Regions from separate parts of the Zea mays genome. Here all the other regions are linked to region 2. The links are chromatin contacts, called in public Hi-C maps. All regions are on one chromosome and are shown on one strand. The core of a region is the stretch at or near the end of the contact, and the rest is flanking DNA. Distances in the headings are between cores, read along the strand shown.

Evidence for each region. Hi-C and Micro-C count contacts between places; a contact is called where the count stands out from the background.
Region 1: a contact with region 2 is called in a Hi-C map of tassel, with 4 times the contacts expected there. The contact joins the promoter of LOC100283777 here to the promoter of LOC100272451 in region 2. A contact is called at or near these places in 12 of 25 Hi-C or Micro-C datasets (bundle sheath, ear, endosperm and 3 more).
Region 3: a contact with region 2 is called in a Hi-C map of bundle sheath, with 2.4 times the contacts expected there. The contact joins the promoter of LOC103640330 here to the promoter of LOC100272451 in region 2. A contact is called at or near these places in 3 of 25 Hi-C or Micro-C datasets (bundle sheath, ear and tassel).
Region 4: a Hi-C map of bundle sheath shows a contact between it and region 2, with 2.6 times the contacts expected there. The contact joins the promoter of LOC111347727 here to the promoter of LOC100272451 in region 2. A contact is called at or near these places in 5 of 25 Hi-C or Micro-C datasets (bundle sheath, endosperm, leaf and 1 more).

The regions. Positions count from the first base shown.
Region 1 is chr9:139,876,974-139,881,728 of Zm-B73-REFERENCE-NAM-5.0, reverse strand. LOC100283777 (30S ribosomal protein S1,chloroplastic-like) reads left to right here and starts at 2,927. Exons shown (of 7, transcript NM_001156676.2): 1 at 2,927-3,268. The coding sequence starts at 2,990.
Region 2 is chr9:139,732,625-139,737,867 of Zm-B73-REFERENCE-NAM-5.0, reverse strand. It overlaps LOC100272451, which reads left to right and starts at 1,964. Exons shown (of 2, transcript NM_001146925.1): 1 at 1,964-2,351; 2 at 2,843-4,181. The coding sequence starts at 2,195. The coding sequence ends at 3,735.
Region 3 is chr9:139,567,880-139,572,737 of Zm-B73-REFERENCE-NAM-5.0, reverse strand. LOC103640330 (protein ALP1-like) reads left to right here and starts at 3,368. Exons shown (of 2, transcript XM_020544377.2): 1 at 3,368-3,477. The coding sequence starts at 3,368.
Region 4 is chr9:139,524,309-139,529,325 of Zm-B73-REFERENCE-NAM-5.0, reverse strand. It overlaps LOC111347727, which reads right to left and starts at 1,786. Exons shown (of 1, transcript NM_001357720.1): 1 at 258-1,786. The coding sequence starts at 1,722. The coding sequence ends at 586.

The DNA of each region.
Region 1 (4,755 bases), core at 1,678-4,177, 140 kb before region 2:
TTTAGTAATCAATCAATTTCAACTTTAATTGGATTTATAAAAAAACAGTACGGTAAGTATACCTAAATATGTTTATTATAAAAAAATAAGTTTTAATTAGTCTAATAATTATTATGTGTATATATTAGTAGTTTTTAAAAATATGTTTAAAATCAATATATTAAATAAATGCTCGCATTAAACAATGGCCATGCCTACGACCTCCGCAACTCGTATGCTGCTCCGAGTTTATTTACGAATAGCCGCTGGCTCTGCACTTAAAAATTACACTGTGCACACATGCAACGCGTTTATAGTATAGTAGTTTGAATTGTTCGGGTAATGCTGGATCGGCTGTCAGCGCGCGTGCAAGCACGTACGGTATGGGCCTATCGTATCGTCTATGGGAAGTATGGATGAGGTTTGTAGTACTGTATATATAAACTACTCCTAACCGGCACATCAATTCAAGGCGTTCAACGGTCAGCCAAGAACTTGCACAGGTTTTCCGCGAGCTTTCCATGGCGTCGTCATCAGCTGGGAACGGATAATGGCAGGGCAATGTTAATTCAGTGGCGCCAATGAGCGCCAGTCACCTCGGTCGCTGGCATGCTGTACGTAACCGACTTCAACGCCGGGCCGTGGCCCGGTGCCGCCGCGTGCATGCACCGTGCACATGCCGCGCCGGCTTATCTGGATAACGCAATTACGCCAGTCTCTTTCTTTCGCAGTTTCCCGGTGCACCCCGCTCGGCGGTGGCCGGTGGCGGTGGGTGACCACTGACCCGCACGACGAATCGAGATTGACACAGGCGGCGTCGTCCGCGCGGCCGACGGGCCGGGCGCCGAGCCGATACGACGTGCGCTGCTGGACGTGGGGGCGGACACCTCGCCGTGGTCGGCGTCGCGCGTCGGTCGCGTGGGAGAGAACGCGAACGCGATGTGCCGTGTCGTATGGCGATGGCCGGTGTGGGTTTTTTTTTTTTTCGCGCGCGTCGCTCTCCATGGCGAATTCCGGGCAGTTATGGTGGTTGGCTGGACGGTTTGAACTCGTGCCGGTGGTACGCATGGTCGGTCGGGACACGACAGCGCAGCTAACGGAACGGTCAAGAGTAAGCCACCGGGGACTTGTACCTGCGTGCCGCGCGGCACTCTGGCGCGCACGGCAGCGAACCATTTTTTGACCTTTTGTTATTTTACTCCGGGCTTGCGGTGTTTTTCGTCCACCACAAACGATGAACTGTCCTTTACTGTTCTTTGACGTTACCCGCTCATCTACGGACAGCCATCAGGATGCATAAACCCGAGGTGCGCGGAAACGGCCCAGGCCCGAGCCCGCCCGCTAAAGGCCCTGTATTCACTTATTCTTATCTTGTATTCTATGGAATTAGGAAAAAATTAGAAAATATTTTCACTTGCTATAAATTTTAATTCACTCAATCCCATTTAATCCATATAGATTGAAACTAAAACGAATGTATCCTAATAATACTGGGCTATGATTTTTTTTCTATGCGTCTCTCACAATCAACATAGTAGGTAAAAGTACAGTATATATAAATAAATATGTGTTCTTTATTGAGGTGTTTGGTGTCTACGAACTTATTTTAGTCTCTCTATTTTGTTTCATCCTAAATTAGTAAATACGGGAACTAAAAAAGAGTTTTAGTTTACGTATTTAACAATTTATCAACTAAAATGGAATAAAACGTAGAGACTAAAAATTAGACCCTAAAAAACCAAACACCTCCTAAATAATAGCAATTATAACACAGATTTCTTATATGTATATGTAGTCTTATTAAGAGATAAGAATTCAATAAGAGCTCGTATAAATAGAATTGTACTTCATCTTCTACTTTTCTTTTAGATAGAGTACTTATGTTTTGCACATTTATCTTGTCAGTATACAGTGGGCCTTTTGATACGAAAATGGAACTCGATAGCCCAGTTTGTTGTTCAATGTGTTCGTGGTAATGAGGCCTGCCTAAGGCTGAGTCCAGTGCACAACCTCCCTCTCGTCCCTGCCACGTCAGCTCTCGCCTCCACTCTCGTCCTTGCTGCTCCAGTACACAGGCTGCAGCAGGCTACAGCCTCAGGCTATAGCCACGTCAGCTTTTCTATTTCAGAATTAAGTAATTCACGCGGATTTATTTCAACGCTCCGAAAAACACAACATAATATTTTTATTGAATTAAAAAATTACAAAGTACATAATAATTAAAATAAAATGACATGATAATTAAAATAAAATTACATAACTCTAATCGGACTCCTCGATCTCATCCTCATCTTCCTCCTCTTCACTTGTGATTTTTTGCAATTTTTTTCGAATTTTTTGGACTCCAAACGGTCAAAAACGGCTAGTTGCAACGGCTAGCACACGTGGACCAATCAGATCGCGCCACGTCGCTCTCGCCCCGCCAGTGCCTCGCCTCCCTCTCGCCCGCCTCTCGCTCGGGCGGGCGCGAGGCGATACCGCCCGCTCTCGCCGGGAGCGAGCGCCATCGCCCGGCGCCGGCCTCTCGTCCGCGCGCGGGCGGCAGCGGCCTCTTCTCGCCCGCGCTGCCGCCCGCACTGCCACCAGCCTAACGGAACGGACTGACACCCTCCCATCCAGAAAAGCAAGAGAAATTTACGTTATTGTAGTTGATTGCCTCGAAATTGTATAGCGCTGAAGTTTCGAGATGCAATTACCGAATTAGCTATTTGTTAAAAATGGTACAAATTGTTGTATGAACATGTTTTTTCCCGAATGAATGTATGAAATAGTTCGTGGCTTCCTTTTGCAAGCGTGTAATTAACCAGTCCTGTGACGAAACTAATAGCCTGACACGCCGAAGGCCCGAAGCCCGCGAAGCGTTTCTTACCTGGCCTGATCTGGCCCAAAACCAGCCAACCATCTCCGCCTCCTATCCTAAACCCCACCGACCGGATAACAGGACACTGGCACTGCCATTCCCGTTTCCTCGCTCGAACACACACCGAAGAGAGAGACAGAGCGAGAGAGGATGGCGTCCCTGGCGCAGCACGTCGCGGGCCTACCGTGCCCCCCTCTATCCGGCGCGTCGCGCCGTCGCCCCGCGGCGCAGAGGCGGCCTCCGTCGGCGCTTGTGTGCGGTACCTATGCGCTGACCAAGGACGAGCGGGAGCGGGAGCGGATGCGCCAGGTGTTCGACGACGCCTCCGAGCGCTGCCGCACCGCGCCCATGGAGGGCGTCGCCTTCTCCCCCGACGACCTCGACACCGCCGTCGAGTCCACCGACATAGACACGGAGATCGGCTCGCTCGTAATCCCTCGATTCCTCCCCTACTCTATTGTCATTAATTGTTCTTTATGTATCGGAGTCCATAGCAGCAATTTGTGCGGTTAGGAAGCTGTTCATCCTTCGAAATTAGATGGTGTCAGTCAATAGAGTTATAACGCTTTGCCATACATTCTAGTTTATGGTCTCCCAGAATGTGAAGTGGTACATAATGCAGGGAATGTAAGAATATCGCTGATCTCTGGAGATGAATTTTCAACTTGTTTGGACAATAATGCTATGTTTGTCACTATAGTGAGTTAGTATGTCTCTCAACCCATTAATAGTGTACCTGGTTGGAGCATACTGGGATAACACACCACCGCTCACTAATCAGTAATAACTACTCCGTAGTTCAGTTGTTGGTCAATTTTTTAAAGAAAAAAAGTCTAGTATTATTCTTATACCAAGACCAAACATGAACTTGTAGAATCAGTTAGTTAACTAAAGAACAACTCGGATTAACTTGCCAAGCCTCCACTCCCTAAGCCAGCTTGGAACATTGAAGCTAGCGGTGGACCTGGCTCAGACCTCACAAGTCTAGTTATCATAGTTGATGTGGCAGCAGAGAGGAATAGATTTACTGATGTAATTATGTGAAGTGCTAACTAGTAGCCTCTTAATTGCTCCATTCCCTTGTCAAACTGATTTATCTTTATATAAGGTAGATCCAAACTTCCAAACACAATGTCTAGTAGGACCTAAGCAGCATTAATTTTAACTACAACTTAATGCTTAAGTAAACAAACTAACATAATGTCTCCTAGAATTATCTTTTAATCCTGGTCAGCTTCTGGAGGAAACTTTGGGGCTGCTGCTCGTGTAGTGTGCCTAGTAAACGATGATTTTCTGTAACTAGGTGTTCCAAGGTATGAATTCCATTATTATTCTAGTTCTAGGGGCTTGATCTCTGTGGAACCACTGAATTCATTGTGTCTTTGATGGAGGAACGCCCAACCTTGTTGGCATTGTCTCTGGCCAGCAAGAGTTCAAATTTTGCAGTTTGGTGGGGGACCAGGGGTTCTCTCTCCTGATTGCCCCAAGGCTAGATATGTAGTGTATCAGGTCAAGGCTGTTTTGTCTTAGTCTAAAGCGCCAGTGTAGTGATATATTTTCCTGGGATGTGGTGTGTGTGTGTGTGTGGCTGTTGCATGGATTTCTTATGCCGTTCTTCTTCTTTACATAATGATACACAGCTTTCCTTTGTGTTTAAGAAAAAAAAAGATATTCTGTAACAGATATTGCTATTGGTGTTTCCTAAACTTCATTTCAAATAGATGCATCACTGAATTATTCATATCTGTCTTGTGATAATAAACTCAATATCTTAAAAATGAGTCATTGTACTGTTATGTTACAAAGTCAAATGCCGTAGGTAATCATAGTTTGGGTATCGCTGGCTTTGTGTTAGTCCATGATTTTTTCTTCTGGCATTGTGGACCTGTGGTACTGCAGCAGCCATTCTCGATGTA
Region 2 (5,243 bases), core at 715-3,214:
GCCCTAAATTTTATAAACTATACTTATTTTCAAAATATAGGGCATTTTTATAGGTCACGTTGTTGGAGATGCTCTAATAAGAACTAATCGATGCTCTTTGAGGGCACCAAAGGGCACCAAACGAGACAAGGCAACTAATGAATAATACAAATCATGGGAGGTTTTTCCATTTGGATTAGGTTTTTTGGGGGTTGAGTTTATCCATAACCCGCCGCGCTGGCGAGTCAGGTTGATCAGCAAGGTGCCCATGAATAGGTCTGCATGTAAAGGGAAGACATTAGCAAATGGAAAGTTTTGAAACCAGTACGCCTAATGTCTATTTTTGAGATCGACGAAGCCATCATAGATAACCTATTGTCGAGTGAGTGTCCTCTTATCACTTAGAAAATAGCTAGGACTGGTGTGAGTCCAAGATCTGGGACTTGATAAACATTTTTCACCACAAGAAAAACCCCCATTGTCATTCATTTGTAGAACCTACAGTTAAAATATAGATCTTATTATGATGCGCAAGGAAAACCAAAAAGAAGTAGAAAAACCAAGGAAAGGAAAGGGTCGCTGTCGGATCCACATAAAACCTCCTAGGGGCATACAGTATGCTCCACGCCATTTCAGGCAGCAGCACCAACAATTTGTGCCAAATTTTAGTTTGGTTTTCCATGTGCTGAAAACTCCACCGACCTCCCTCCACCGGAGTGGACTACCTGACACTGAGAGCTGGCCAGCTGGTACATATGTTCACACGAGCTGTATAGCTCAGTAGCTGGCTCGTATTTCCTAGCTCAAATGAGTAGCCCCCTGCCTTCTTTTAAGCCGGGCCCACATCCCGTACGTGCTTCGAGCGCGTGCCCAGCAACGAGCTGTGCTTCCATGCGCATGCCCATCGTGCGGTGCGAGTGCGAGTGGGCTAGCCGGGGCCCGGGGCCAGGCGATGGAGTCAACCAGTCAAACTCACCGGAGCCCCCCCAAGCCCAACCCGTGTACGGTATCCGATCGATTAATCAACCGTTGATTATAATACAGGAGTAACAATCCCCAGACAGTAATTAATCGCCACCAGGCCCACCACACACGCCCTCCATCTGCAGACCCCCAGTCGGGAAAAAAATCTGAATCGCCCCCGAGCCCCGATTAACCCCTGAACTTTTGGCTTTAAAAGCGAAAGAGATCAAAAGGGATAAACTAATAATCTCCCTGGTTGCGGCGTGCTCCCTGACCCAGTCCCCCACATGCTCACGGCCGGCCTTGAGAATTTGGTGACCCGGTGCGAGACAAAAATTGAGGCTCCATTGATCATAAATACCAAAATTTTATGAATATTGAGATGCATTAAACTCCTTAAGTTTTTTTTTCCTTTTTCACTACTAGATGCATGCTTTCTAGTGGACGACATGTGGAATATGGTGACCACAATGCAAAATAACCTATACTCAAAAATAAAGAACATTTAACTAGTAAAGATTGGTTTGAGACGAAAACGAATCAGCAAAAGTAGAGTAGCAAACTTGACGAAGTTATGGAGGGCTGAGACAGGGCACGCTAGGCACGGCACGCGGCAAGCCTGGTCTGGGCAGACGGCAGAACAGCGGACAGGGTGATCCCTCTCGACTGTCGCTGCTAGCTGCTGGCGGTGCCAGGCTATTGTTGTAACCTGAACAACATGAGCGGAGGCTTCCACGAGAAGGCAAGAGGACTGCAGCTCAAGCGTCCACGAGAAGCCAAGTAATCGAGCTTAAACATGCATGCATACTGCACGTTGATGGACTTTGGCCTTTATCGATCTTTGTGTTGTAATCTAAATAAACATTTTCTATATATACACATACACGTATATACGAGAAGAGGCCCCCTGGTTCTCGGAGGCCCGGTGCGGCGGCACCGCCGGCACCTGTCCAGGGCCGGCCCTGCACATGGTCCTTTTTTTCCTTCCATCCAAGTCCACCACCAGCCTACCTTCTCCTCCCCTTCTCCTGGCCCGGCTGATCCGTCTGCGTGTCGTCGTCTATATAAGCCCAGCCCTTCCTCCTCTCCCGCCCCACCTCATCTATCGCACTCTTCTTCCTTCCTTCCTTCTCCCGCCTTCTCCTCCCAGCACTCTTCTTCGAACACTGCCACATATACTTAGTCATCATCGTCCAGCAGCGCAGCAGCCCGCCGCTCAACGTCTCACAAGGGGATCGTCGGTCGGAATCTGATGGACATGGCGCACGAGAGAGACGCGAGCAGCGAGGAGGAGGTGGTGGCCGGCGAGCTGCGGCGCGGGCCTTGGACGGTGGAGGAGGACCTCCTGCTGGTCAACTACGTCGCCGCGCACGGCGAGGGCCGCTGGAACTCGCTCGCCCGATCAGCAGGTGGGTACCTATGTATATGTAGCTAGGATAGAATCCAGTGATATGCGCTGCATATATCATCGATCAGTTACATGGTGTCGATCGATCGAAGCTCTGCATCGCTAGTTTAGCGCACAGCCGCCTGAGCAATCGTGGTCTCGTGGAACACGAAGAAGGCTTTGTTGGCAAAGCTGTCACTTTGCATCTGGTACGGAGTACCTGCTAATGTGGAAACAGACAGAGCCTACAGTAGTGAGTGAGAAAGAGAGGACTTTTTAGTGGTTAGCATCATTCCCGGCCGTAGGGGTATTTAGTTACATCACGCATCTTGTCATCACTGACATACCACCCTCATGTCTCGTCTGCATAACTAATTGAGATCGACAGCAGGTGCTCGCTAGCTAGTGTGACATGTATAGTAGTATATGTAATCAGCAGCAATGGCGAGCGAGCGTGGAATTAATGACGTGTGGGTTATATTACTGATCATCATGTGACGATCGATGACGCAGGGCTGAGGCGCACTGGCAAGAGCTGCCGCCTCCGGTGGCTGAACTACCTCCGCCCCGACCTCCGGCGAGGCAACATCACGCCGCAGGAGCAGCTGCTCATCCTGGAGCTGCACTCGCGCTGGGGCAACCGCTGGTCCAAGATCGCGCAGCACCTCCCCGGCCGCACCGACAACGAGATCAAGAACTACTGGCGCACGCGCGTGCAGAAGCACGCCAAGCAGCTCAAGTGCGACGTCAACAGCCAGCAGTTCAAGGACGTCATGCGCTACCTCTGGATGCCCCGCCTCGTCGAGCGCATCCAGAACGCCGGCGCCGCGGGGGCTCCGCAGCAGCACAAGGCGGGCGCCGCGGACACGCCGCTCTCGTCGCCGTCGTCGTGGCAGCCCGGCGGCGGCGGCGGCGCCGACGACGGCCTCTACGCGTCGCCGGACCTCCCCGCCACGGACGCCTGCTGCTGGCCTCCCGCAGACTGCTACCCAGCCGCCGCCGCCGCCGCCGTCGGTGACGGTGACCATCATCATCAGCTACTGATGAACAACCCCGCCGCCGTGCCGGAGCTGTCGGCGAGCACTACCACGGCCGGGTCGGCCTCCCCGTCATCGGATTCCGGCGCGGGCGCACAGCCCTGCTGGCTTGCGCCGGTGGGTGGCGCGGAGTGGTTCACCACCACCTGCGACGCCTCCAGCAGCACCGCCGCCGTCCTCCTGGCCGGACACCAGCAGCAGCAGCAGCAGCAACAATGGTCGTGCCTGCTCGGGGAGGCGACGTGGGCGTCGTCATCCGAGCTCCCTGATCTGGGCTGCGTCGCGGACTTCGAGATCGGCAGCTTCGACGTGGAGAGCATCTGGAGCACGGACGACAGCTTGTGGTTCACGCAAGCGCAGGGCGTGTGAATTGAACCCACACGCGCGGCGACATGGAAATCCACGGCGTCAAATTAAACCGGTGGTGGATCGGACACCGCGCACGTCGGGGACTCCTCGCCTAGCGAAGGTGCCGAGAGAGCTAGCAGAGACACGGGTTAGAAGAAGGAGAGAGATTATTTTGGAGGAACCGAAGACGACGCGGGACGGCTACTCTTTGCTCGGTTCAAGATGCTTGCTGTTCTTGCCTCCAGGACTTTTCTTCCGCTCCAGTTCTACTCCGTTTCCTAGTCTTGATTCCCTAGCGGCTTGTAGGGTATATACGCCAAGAAAATTCCAGAAAAGGGGAAAAACGTAGCTGTTGTAGTAGTACATATATACTAGTAGCGTTAAGTGTTTGTACGTGCCGTCTAATTTTACACATTCTTTTTGAGTAATTAAGTTCAATACATATGAACAGTGAAGTTACTGATGACAGACTCTTTTGAGGGACATATATAGCATGATCGAAGTTATAACGAACGAACTTAAAAGACTCTGTTTGGGAGTGCTTTAGCTTCACAAAATTTGATGAAATTGATGAAACATATCATTATGAGCTTTAAAAAAATCGTAAAGCTGAAGTTGGAAACTTTTAGTAGATATTTAGATAAATTATTGTATTTCTTATTTAGATTAAAAGTATTTGTTAAAACCATTTAGATTTATATTATACATCACAGCACGCTGAAGCTAGTACTAGTGTCAAACACCACCCTAAGATCTGACAATTTCTAGAAGCGAAGGAAACCATAGGTGGTAGGAAGATGAGCGAGTGAGTTGAGACGTCAAGCCCAAGTCGCCTACAAGTACTACTACTGGGGGTCCAGCATGCGTACGTCCCCGCCAAATTCTCGCCGCTAATTGTGATGGATCCTCGATCACGCGCCTCTCGGTCCTCGGTCTCAGTGGGCGATCGACTCGCTTTGCTCTTTCCGGCCGTTTCTGTTGGTTTAGTTATCACCATGATGATTATATATCCGACGGCGACTCCATTTGTTTATGCCGACATGGATGGATGGATGTGCGTTTCGTTGCCGCCAGAGAGATCATCGGACCAGATCTATGGAGCGAGCGAGGCGGGGAGAGGAGGAGAGGAGAGGACGGAGACGTCGCGTCATCGCCAACAGTTCCCGGCCGGTGGCGTCGCGGGCCATCGATCGATGTGATCGCGGCAGGGCCCGGCGGGCATTACACGTGTTGCATGCTCTCTCAGCAGCCAGCAGTTACGTTCTTCTATAGTGTGCCTGGATGAAAACAGTTCTTTCTTTTCTCCACTTTTTTTTTGTTTTTTTCTTTTATTCCGCTTTCTTCTTCTTTTATTACGACGACGGCGATGGTAACGCTTGGATGCAGCCGCTGTGTGGGCCCGTACGTACAGACTCCGCGTCGGATCGAATGATCGAAAAGCGCAGAACATTACTCTATACGCGTTAATTATGAGGAGAACCTGTTTCATAGCATATGCACAAGTGATCAGTGAAGTTTAAAAGAGGCGG
Region 3 (4,858 bases), core at 2,119-4,618, 170 kb after region 2:
GGGCTTCCCTATGCGTAGGGGCACCAACGAGGATTAGTCGGGACCTTGTGTGGTTCTGGATACCTCGGTAAAAATACCGGTGTCATCCACGAGAGTTTGCTTCTCTACTTTGCTCTTTAAGTTTCCGCATTTATATTAAGCATTTAAGTTTCAATCTTGTATACATACTTATTTAGTGTAGATTGAAACTTAGCCATTGCGGTAGAGATAGCAACACTTAGACAAAACCTACTTTGCACTTTCTAATTTGATTATTTGCATAGGTTTTGCTCTAGGGATTTAATTGTGGCCTAGTTTAGTTAAAGTTTTAAAAATCCTAATTCACCCCTCTCTTAGGCGTCACCCGTTTCCTATAGCCGCCACACATATCTTTCCTAAATTTACGTGCATGCAAGGGAACATGTTTGACCAATGCATGCATTTTGCCATAATTTTTAGATATGTATAACCGCATGCATACGGCTGCCATGTTTTTCGGATCTGCCATAGCAATAGGATCGTAATAACAACATACTAGATTTATCAATCTCTCATATTGGCTCGGTATTTACGCTTATAATTGAAGGATTTTATGCTTAAAACTTAAGGTTATTACGCTCCAACCCGGAGATGCGTCCACCAATGAACAACATGACAGATTTTTTTACGCAGTGTAACGAATTGAATAATTACCTACACCATGTAGTATAATTTGTATTTGTATATATGATAAACTAGATTCAATGTGTTTAGCTGCATGGTTGTTGGAAGGATTATATATTTATAAAGGAAATAAAACATTAAATACGTTTTTTGTTTCTATGCGTGGAATTCATTTCCTTTCATTGCACATTATTTTCATCATAAATTCGTGTGCATGCAACTGGTAACAGATTTTTACGTAGTATACCGAATTGCATAATTATCTACACAGGGTAGCATATTTAGTAGTAGTATATATCATAAAATAGTTTTTACGAGTCTAGTTGCATGATTGTTGCAGCGATCCTAAATTTATGGAGGAAATAAAGCATTTAAAAATATAAACTGTCACACATATCTTTCCTAAATTTACGCGCATGCAATCGAACGTATTTGACTCATGCATGTATTCTTTTTTTGTGCGCACAGACGTGGAGCGGGTGACACAACCAACAGCCTGTTCAGTCGGTGCGCTGGGTTGAACCAGGTTGCAGAGATGATCGGCCTGAGCTTCATTTAACTATTGAAAGCTCAAGGATCATGTGTGTGTGTATATATATATATATATATTCGTGTAGAAACGGACTCTTCACGAAGAGTATGTTTCTTGTTTTTTAATTTGGTCCTCTAAAGACTAAAAAACTCTCATTTAATTGAGTTGTGTATGACCTTAAATACTATCAAGAGACAATATATATAAAGAGTCATATGTCTTTTATATTTTTTACTCACTTTGTTTCAGACTATAAGGCCTAACCATTTTTTGTGTTTGTCTCATAATATAAGGCGTGCTCTATCTATGTACACGTAGATTATATCATTGGACCCTTTGCCAGAGCTGCTTGGATCCCGACCCATCTAGACAAGCGCGCCTACAGGCTAGCATACGTATGCTTGACTACTGCTGCTTCACCAGTCGCACACAGCACCGGCTGCCAACCCAATCGAGGCGGAGTTCCTTCCAGCAGTTCTCGTCGAACCGGAGGAGGAGGAGGAGCGCGGGCCACGTGGTGATGACCCTGCCCTGTCCGGAACGAGATCCTCTGACGTGGGGAGAGGGCACTGCCGCGTGGCCCCCGCGTGCGACAGGGCCCGCGTGCAGTGACCCTACTGCTGTCCACGCCCCAGCGCCTAGCCGGTTGGGCGGCGGCATGGAGAGGTGCACGCTGCCGGCGGACTTGCTGTTCGCCGGGGCTGCTGGACGAACATTGTACCGTTTGGTCCTATGGTTTCTGACCCCTTCGATCCTAATCAGAAGTTCAGAAGGGTCGTCGGAGCAGTCCGCCTTGTTTCCATAGACCTGTTCCACAAACCGCTGGATTAAACAGAAACCACCCCCTCTTGAGCGAGTATTGTTTTTCTTCTATCTTTGCACGAGAAAAAAAAGGATACGCTCATGCTATAGTAGAAAATTGTCATGTTAGGTTTGCCACCTGTCCGAACATTAGGCAGATCCAAACATTTTTAAATAGGACTATCGTTGGTCAGAGTGAAAGAAATTAGGTAGCAGCCAGCAGACTTGAATCTTTCCTGTAACAGTCTCTGATAAACTTGGGACACGGAGGTGCCGCTGTGCGGTTCCTGTTGGCGCCCATAGATGCCAGTTTGCCACCTGTCCGGGAAGCGCTAGTCCGAGTCCGAGAGGAAGAGGAATGACTTTTGCGGTTAGCGGATTAGTTACCCATAATAAGGCCAAAATTACGTACGTGACAATGACATGTTCAAAAAAGTAAATTACGTACGTGAGCAGCGCTAGTGTCTCCAGGCTCCAGCTGCACCTCTCAAGGCGTCACATACTATACTACTGGATGAAGAGCCAAATAATTTATTAATGGAAATAAGATTTTGTCGGGATTACTTTTCAATTTTATTTGAAAATATTAAAATAGAAAAAAAAATATTCTCAACTAATCAATGTCACTTACACTTTTGCTCCGTCGAAGAAGTCTCCCAAGTCCCAAACTTGCAACGCTAGATATGGCTAGCCCAATCTGCAGTTTACTCTGGCCCGATTATAACACAGTTGGGCAACACTGTCTACACCTGTGCATGATCCAACGATGGGCTGCTGGGCCGGAGAAGCCAGGCCATCTCCTATTCCAATACACAAACGAAAGAAGTGCTCGGACAGCACATGCTTCACGGGCCTCCCGGGTCCCGGCGACAAGCTCTCAAATCAGCAGTGCGCCTGACTGGCATCACAGTTCCAACTTCCAAGCAACTCTACTCGTTCAGGTTGAGCTGAACACATTATGTTCAAACTTACAGAAATGGATAGCATCCCACAGAGCATATTTGCAGAGCCTAGATTCATGGCTACTCAAGTGTGTGAAGTCACTATATACAAAGGAAGAAGAAGAGTTCCAGGAAAAAGAAGGTCGAAGCTGATCCAAATAACAAAGTAGCGCCCATATATTTAAAAACTGTGAGAGCTGGATAAGTTTGTTGGATGATTTACCAACGGAACGCAACGCAAAGCACCCGCCGCAGCGCCCGTGCGGCTTGCCCACGTTGCCCCCGTCCCAGCCGCGGCGCGCGCGGTCCGGCGCCTTGGAAACCAGCGAGAGGCAATGAAAAGGAGATGTCGCCAGGCCGGCCCCGCGCGTCGTCGCCACCACTCGCCATCGCGATAGGCGCGCGCCCAGAAAAGGAGATGTCATGCGGCGCGGGCCTTTTCACGTGGCCCATGGCAACGTTACCGGCAGAGGAGAGAGGCCAGGATGCCCCCACGCCCACCGCACCCCACCCCATCGTCGTCTGGCCCCGGCCCTGTCCTCTATCATCACGGCACGGAGAGTGAGTGGGGGAAGGGCCGGGGAAGGACCGGACACAAGGAATATATCGCCAAAAGCCTGGTCTCTAGCTGCCCTGCCTGCCCGTCCATCATTGATGCCAGTCCAAGTGATCTGTCGGGACGAGGCAGACCGCAGACGGCTCCCGCGCCGTAGCATAGGTGAACTGTCCCCGCCACCCAGTGCCCACAGGCCACTAAACTAGATGGACGGTGCAAATGGATGTTTCAGGACATCACTCAAATGCAGTTCAACCTTGACGTGAGGGAAGTGGTCGTCGAAAACCGTGGGTGAGCTTATCTGTGCGTGCATGCAGCCCAATACCACCTGGTGGTGTTCAACGGTTCATTCTATATTTCTTCTCCTATATCCCACTCACATATCACATCAGCAACAACATCCTCTCTCCATATATCTCTACCCTCTACATCGCTTCAGCCTAAATTCTCCCCTCTATATCCCATTCTAAACATAAAATATTATTTTTCATATTTTTTTTCATTTATTAACTTTTTTCCTAACAAAAAAATACTACGGGTTATTGTTGGAACTGTTTTGTACTGTGTCCGCTATATAGTATATCATAGGGAAACAGTGATAGGGTAGGCTGAACGAGTAGCAACCGTTGAGGCTGTCCGCAGGCGTTCCCCCTAAATTTTCCCCCTAAATCTTACTATGCAGCCACGTCAGCAAGATTCCCTCCCCTATATTCACTCGTCCCGCAACCGTCCCCCCTAAATTTTACCCTACATATCTCTCTACTCATTAAATATACATTTCCCTATAACTAACATAACCAACTTCTTTTTTTATTTATATTCTTTTCTTTGAACACGTTTGGCTTAACAGATCTTACTTGTGTAACAAAAAAATATTTTTTAATTATTTCTCTTAATTTACACATACTATATAATAAATCAAATAATTTATCATTTAATTGAAAAAATGCATACATCATTTGATTTAACATTTAATTGGTACCATGCAAACATTAATTAACATTTGTGGTATGCCAAAATTTTTCATATATATTGGGACGGAATATAATGAAGGACACTTACGTTGCAACACAAACCGTCGAGTCGTACGGACGAAGCCACGAGTGTCTTACAATGAAAGACACCGTTGGCTTTCAAAGGAAGCCACTGTTGCCTTTCAATGCAAGCCCGCAGCTTCCCCCTGAAGCCTCTTTGGTCTCCCCTATATATATTCAATCAATCTCTACCATAATGTACACCCATTGTTCTGAGTTCATCAAGTTAGCCATAGTTCGGTATGTCTCAGAGTCATACGGAAGATGATTTTGCTTCGAGTGATTCGAGTGATAGTGAGAACGAAACTCTTTTGCTTGTCAACCTACTCACCCTCAACATTGCGGCTCAACG
Region 4 (5,017 bases), core at 537-3,036, 210 kb after region 2:
TCAAAAAACAAGAGTACCTCCCATATATATACACGTTATGTTTTTACTGTAAAATCTAAGAATTTTGGGTTGTATGTCCTAAAAAGAAAGCTTATCCTAATTCAAATTAGGACTAAAGTGATAACGTGCAAGAAAAGAAGCATTCCACAAAGGCTGCACTCTTGGCATGGCAATACAATGGCAAGAACGCTGCAATTCCGTTCAAAGTTTTTTCACACTACTGGCCTGATCGAAAAAGTGATTTCTCCATCAATGAGACCGTGATTTCGTCTCAGAAACTTGTACAGTACTCTCGGACAACATTTGATTGAAAACAGTGACTGTTTTCATCCTGTTCAAAACGTAGCAAAAGCTTTGCTGCTGGCGCCGCCCACTCCATTCGCTACACTACTATTTTCACAATGGTCCGAGGAGACATCAGCGTTGGTTGCTGCGACATTCGAGAAGGACGGAACACCTCAGTGTTCCCCCGATCAGGACCGAGCTGAGGCTAAAACCAACGGAGGCGGCGGCGCTGGGGGGTCTTGCTGCTGCAGCAGACGACGCGCGTGCGCAGGAGAGAGAGATGGCCATTGGCCAAGGAGACTAGAAGCCGTTCATCTCGAGCAGGTAGGTGCGACGCTTGCTGAGCGCGGCCACGGCCTCCCTGAGAGGCCCGTCGAAGGCGTTGGCGGCGAACTCGTCGAGACCCTTCCTGCCGCCGCCGCCGCCGGTGCCCGCGGTGGCCTCGCCGACGGGCCTGATGACCACGAGCGTGGCACCGTGGATCCTGGTGCCGTCCGACAGCTCCAGCAGCGGCGCGTAGCGGAGCTTCATGTTGCAGGCGGGCACCTGCGTGCGGTTGGCGGCGGCGGCCGCCGCGGCGAGCGGCTTGTCCCTGAACTCCTTCAGCTGCTCGCGCCCCATGCTGAGCGTGCCCTGCCCGTTGGCGTCCGTCAGCGCGACCTGCTCCAGCGTGGGGTGCTCCTTGACGATCTCGCGGAGGAGGTAGTGCCTGGTAGCCGCGGCGATGAGCGAGCTGATGGTCCAGACCACGCGCAGCTTCAGCCCGCCGTTGGTGTAGAAGGACTCCGGGATGCTGCCACCGCCGCCGCCGCCGTCGCCCGCGTCCTCGGCGTCGGCGTCGGCGCCGGTGGGGGCGCGGGGACCCGCGGCGGCCCGGTCCACCTTGGTGCCGCCGAGGATGACGCAGCTCTGCAGCGTGCTGCCGAACACGGCCTTCCACCTGAGCACGACGCCGTCGTCGGTGCCGACGTCGGACACGGGGAGCTCCATGCGGAGGTTGCGGATGCTGCTGAAGTTCTTGAGCACCTGGGCCGGCGAGTGGTGCTGCTGCTGCGCCTGCGCCTGCGCGTGCTTGTGCGCCGCCGCCGCGGACTTGGCGTCGCAGTGCGCGAAGGGCTTGAGCACGGCGAGCAGCACGGCCTTGAGGAGGTGCGAGAGCACGGCGCGCGGGCGCGGCGCCCCCGCGAGGCCGAGGAGCGCGTCGCCGTCGCCGTCGCCGGCGGGGATGACGCGGTCGATGCGCAGGCAGGCGTCGTCCACGAGCGGGACCAGCGCGTTGAAGCGGCGCGACACCGCGGAGCAGCGCCCCAGCGACCGCGCGTCGGCGACCTTGTTGAAGATGAGGAGCACCAGGGAGTCGGGCACCCGGTCGAAGTGGTCCTCGCCCTCCGCCGCCAGGAGCAGGTCCTCCGCGAAGACCCGGTGCTTGGACTGCATCCTGTCCTGCCTGTGGCTTGGATCCTTGCCGCAGCTCACAGCTCGCAGATGAGGAAGCGAAGGGAGTAGCTGAGGTAGGAAGAGGATGGTGGTGGCGAGTGAAGGCGTGGCGGAGGCGCTTATAAAGGCGACGACGGAGGAGACGGAGACCGACCGTTTGTTGAAGTCCATCCATGGCTCGCTGTCGGGGTCGGGACGCCCCTAATCATACCGTTACCCGGATCAGCTACGTATTTTTCTACCGTTGCCTGCCTTATCTCTCTGCCCAGCTGGTCCTAGGAGATTAGGTTTAATTAATCAACCATTCCTCCTCGTCTCGCCCGATCCTATTCCTGCAGAATCTGTGCAACGGTACTCTCAGTCAGTAGTCAGCAGCCGCTAGCGCTAATTAGTGCCTTGTCATTCCTTCGCGAAAGAAATATGTATAACCAACACAAGAGAAATCAAACGACCTTTTATCCAAAAACAACAGACATTCAAACTGTGATAGGAATTGGAAACTAAATGGTTAGATGCACAACCATATTTCGTATCCCAGATGGTTAGGCTATCTCCAGCCGCATCTGCGGCATGTTCTATTTCAAACTTCACTCTTTAAACTGTGTAAAACAGTTACAATATAAGGGAACATTTCCAGTCTGTTTGGTTAGTGGAATAACCATGTTCAGAACCAGGTGATCCAGCATGGACTTACTCCTTGTAGATTCGGATAGGAGGAATGAGTTGGTTTGCCTGTTCTGTGAGGAATGAGTAGCTTCTTGATTTTAGTTTTAGATCGGAATGAGGGGATGACGGATGAGATGAATCTGTAATGGTAACCAGACCCTATTTTAGGCTCGGATGTAGGTTCGAATGACTCCGGACCGTTCGATGCCTCTAACCAAACACACTGTTCATGTGCCCATCGATATAGGCATAAACCATACACACGCGCACGAGAATCAGCATTGAGCTACAAGACGCCTCCCAGACGGTACGGACAAAGTGTGTGCCTAGCAGTAGCAGGAGCAGTGAGCAACGAAAAGCGCAACAACTAGAGACAGCGAGATCTATCTATGAGATAAAGTTGCCCGCTAATCATACTCAGCCGAGCTGCTGCACCCAAAACAGGGTGAGGGTGATGGGCGCAGGTCCTTTATATTTTTATATGAAAGGCAAGGAGGAGGCCCTTCTTCAATCTCCCCAACAGGGTGATGGACGCATCGCACGCTCGATAATGCAGTAGAGTGATAGTTGGATCAGCCCAGCACGACCCATTCGACATCCTTGCGTCCTGCCAGCAACAACCTCGCGGTATTGACACATCACATGTACATAGTCAGTTTATTTTCTCTGCGTCGCAAATCGGCTATGGTTCCATCAGTCAGTCCATCGACAGATACGTACACGCCATAGCCGTACGTTGGAGGCGAGCTGGTACCACGCCGTGCATGCCCTGCCCTATATAACCCCCCCAAAAAAAAACTACCCACCCGGCACCGGTACGTGAAAACAATATCCTTTCCTCCTGGGATTGCATTGTGCGTGCAACTGCGCACGAGCAAGGTCGTCGTGGCGCATGACGATGCCCCCCCGTGGCCAGCTCTGCACGCATGCAGGGCTGCCCGAGAGAGCAACTCCAACCGCCAATAATGCGGTAGCTAGCTCGGTGAGTTGTACATGCACACCATCATATGTGCACTGCCCACTGACTCTCTCTCGTATGATTGGGAGCCGAGATGCATCGATGATCATGCACGCATACTACAACACGATTCATGATATAATATATATACGGGCTGTTGCATGATTATCCATGAACTGCCCGTACTCGTGCAACAACTGATCTGAACAGTGCTTGGCTTATTATTTTTTTTTAAAAAAAAGGAATCGCATGCATGGATCTGGTGATGCCATGTTGCCGACGACGAGGCCCTTCTTATGCAAATGATGTGTCCGGTACTCCGGTCTCCCAAAGCCGGCGGCATCAAGGAAGGCAGCGCGAAGGGCGATGGGCTAGCTGCGTCTCGCACCTAAAGAGTCCATCATGCATGGACAGGAATAATCCGAGCCAATCGTGTCCTCTCCTGTGTGTAGCGTACCGTTACAATAGATGGCTCATCGACGGAGCTGGAGTGTGTATCGTTCTTGTCCACGAATGCTCGGAGATCCAACACGTTGCTTTCATCCGCTGGCGGCGGCACTCGTTTCCAGGGCTGTCCAGAGTGCGCTTTGATGCATTATGTCGAAAACTACTGGTCGGGCAATCAGCCTGCCCGTGCATTGAATCGAATCTAGGGATACCAATGAGATGGAGATGGGGTTGAGGATCTCCTCCTAATAAAGCGACGATATGTAGTAGCAACAATACAAGAGCAATGATATACTACTACTAGTACTACTTCGCGAATCGTCGTGCGGTGAAATGGACCAGCAGAGCCTCGCCGCCTCCTGCCAAGACAAGACAAGACGACTACTGGATTGCCGCCTCGTGCGTTGCGTGTGCCCTTCTGTTAGTAGACGTAGGGGCAGCGGCATTGATGCCATCCATCCGACGCCTGCCAACGATACTCCTATTTCCTAGCAAAACAGTGGGAATCTGTACCCTCCCCATCCCCAATTCAACATGTTCTGGCCGTCGTCGATCTACCACGGGGTAGGTGGGTGTGTAAAATCTCCTCCGGTTCGGTAACCAGTCCTCTGGCTGGCTGCCTGGTTCGCGACCGCTTTCGTCTCCGTCCGCTTGGACTACGGCGTCGTGGAGACGGCCGAGCCAGTGGTGGTGCTGGCGCCCCGACCGCCCGTGCTTGCCATCCATCCGCAACGCAGCGTGGATTATGGCGCCAGGGGGGGCTACCAGATTGTACTGGACCGAGCCAAGAGAAGGGAGAGACGGACGGGGGTCCGTGCTCCCCGGAACACACCACGTGAGCAGACGTGCGCTCCCCTGCCTTCCGCTCTGCGGCTCTGCTCCACCGGAGCCCGGACTGGAGCTGGAGGGAGGAGACAAGGACCACAAAAAGAGTTTGGTGCGCAATGCCACGACCTGGGGGCCAAAGGAGCCGGAGGATTAAAACAACCATCAATCAACCGTAGACGTCATATCTGGAAAGCGAGAGAATCTGGCAAAAAGAATGGACGCGGTGCTGATGCTGTTTTCCGACAACGCTACAAAAAAAGGTACTTAATCAACCTACGCATGGGCTGATAGGCCACAAATTATGGTGCTTTAGATGACAGCAGGATCGCTGTTATATATGAGCACCAAGGCCACGAATCATGACACAAATCACGCATCAAGAGCTGAACATGGGCT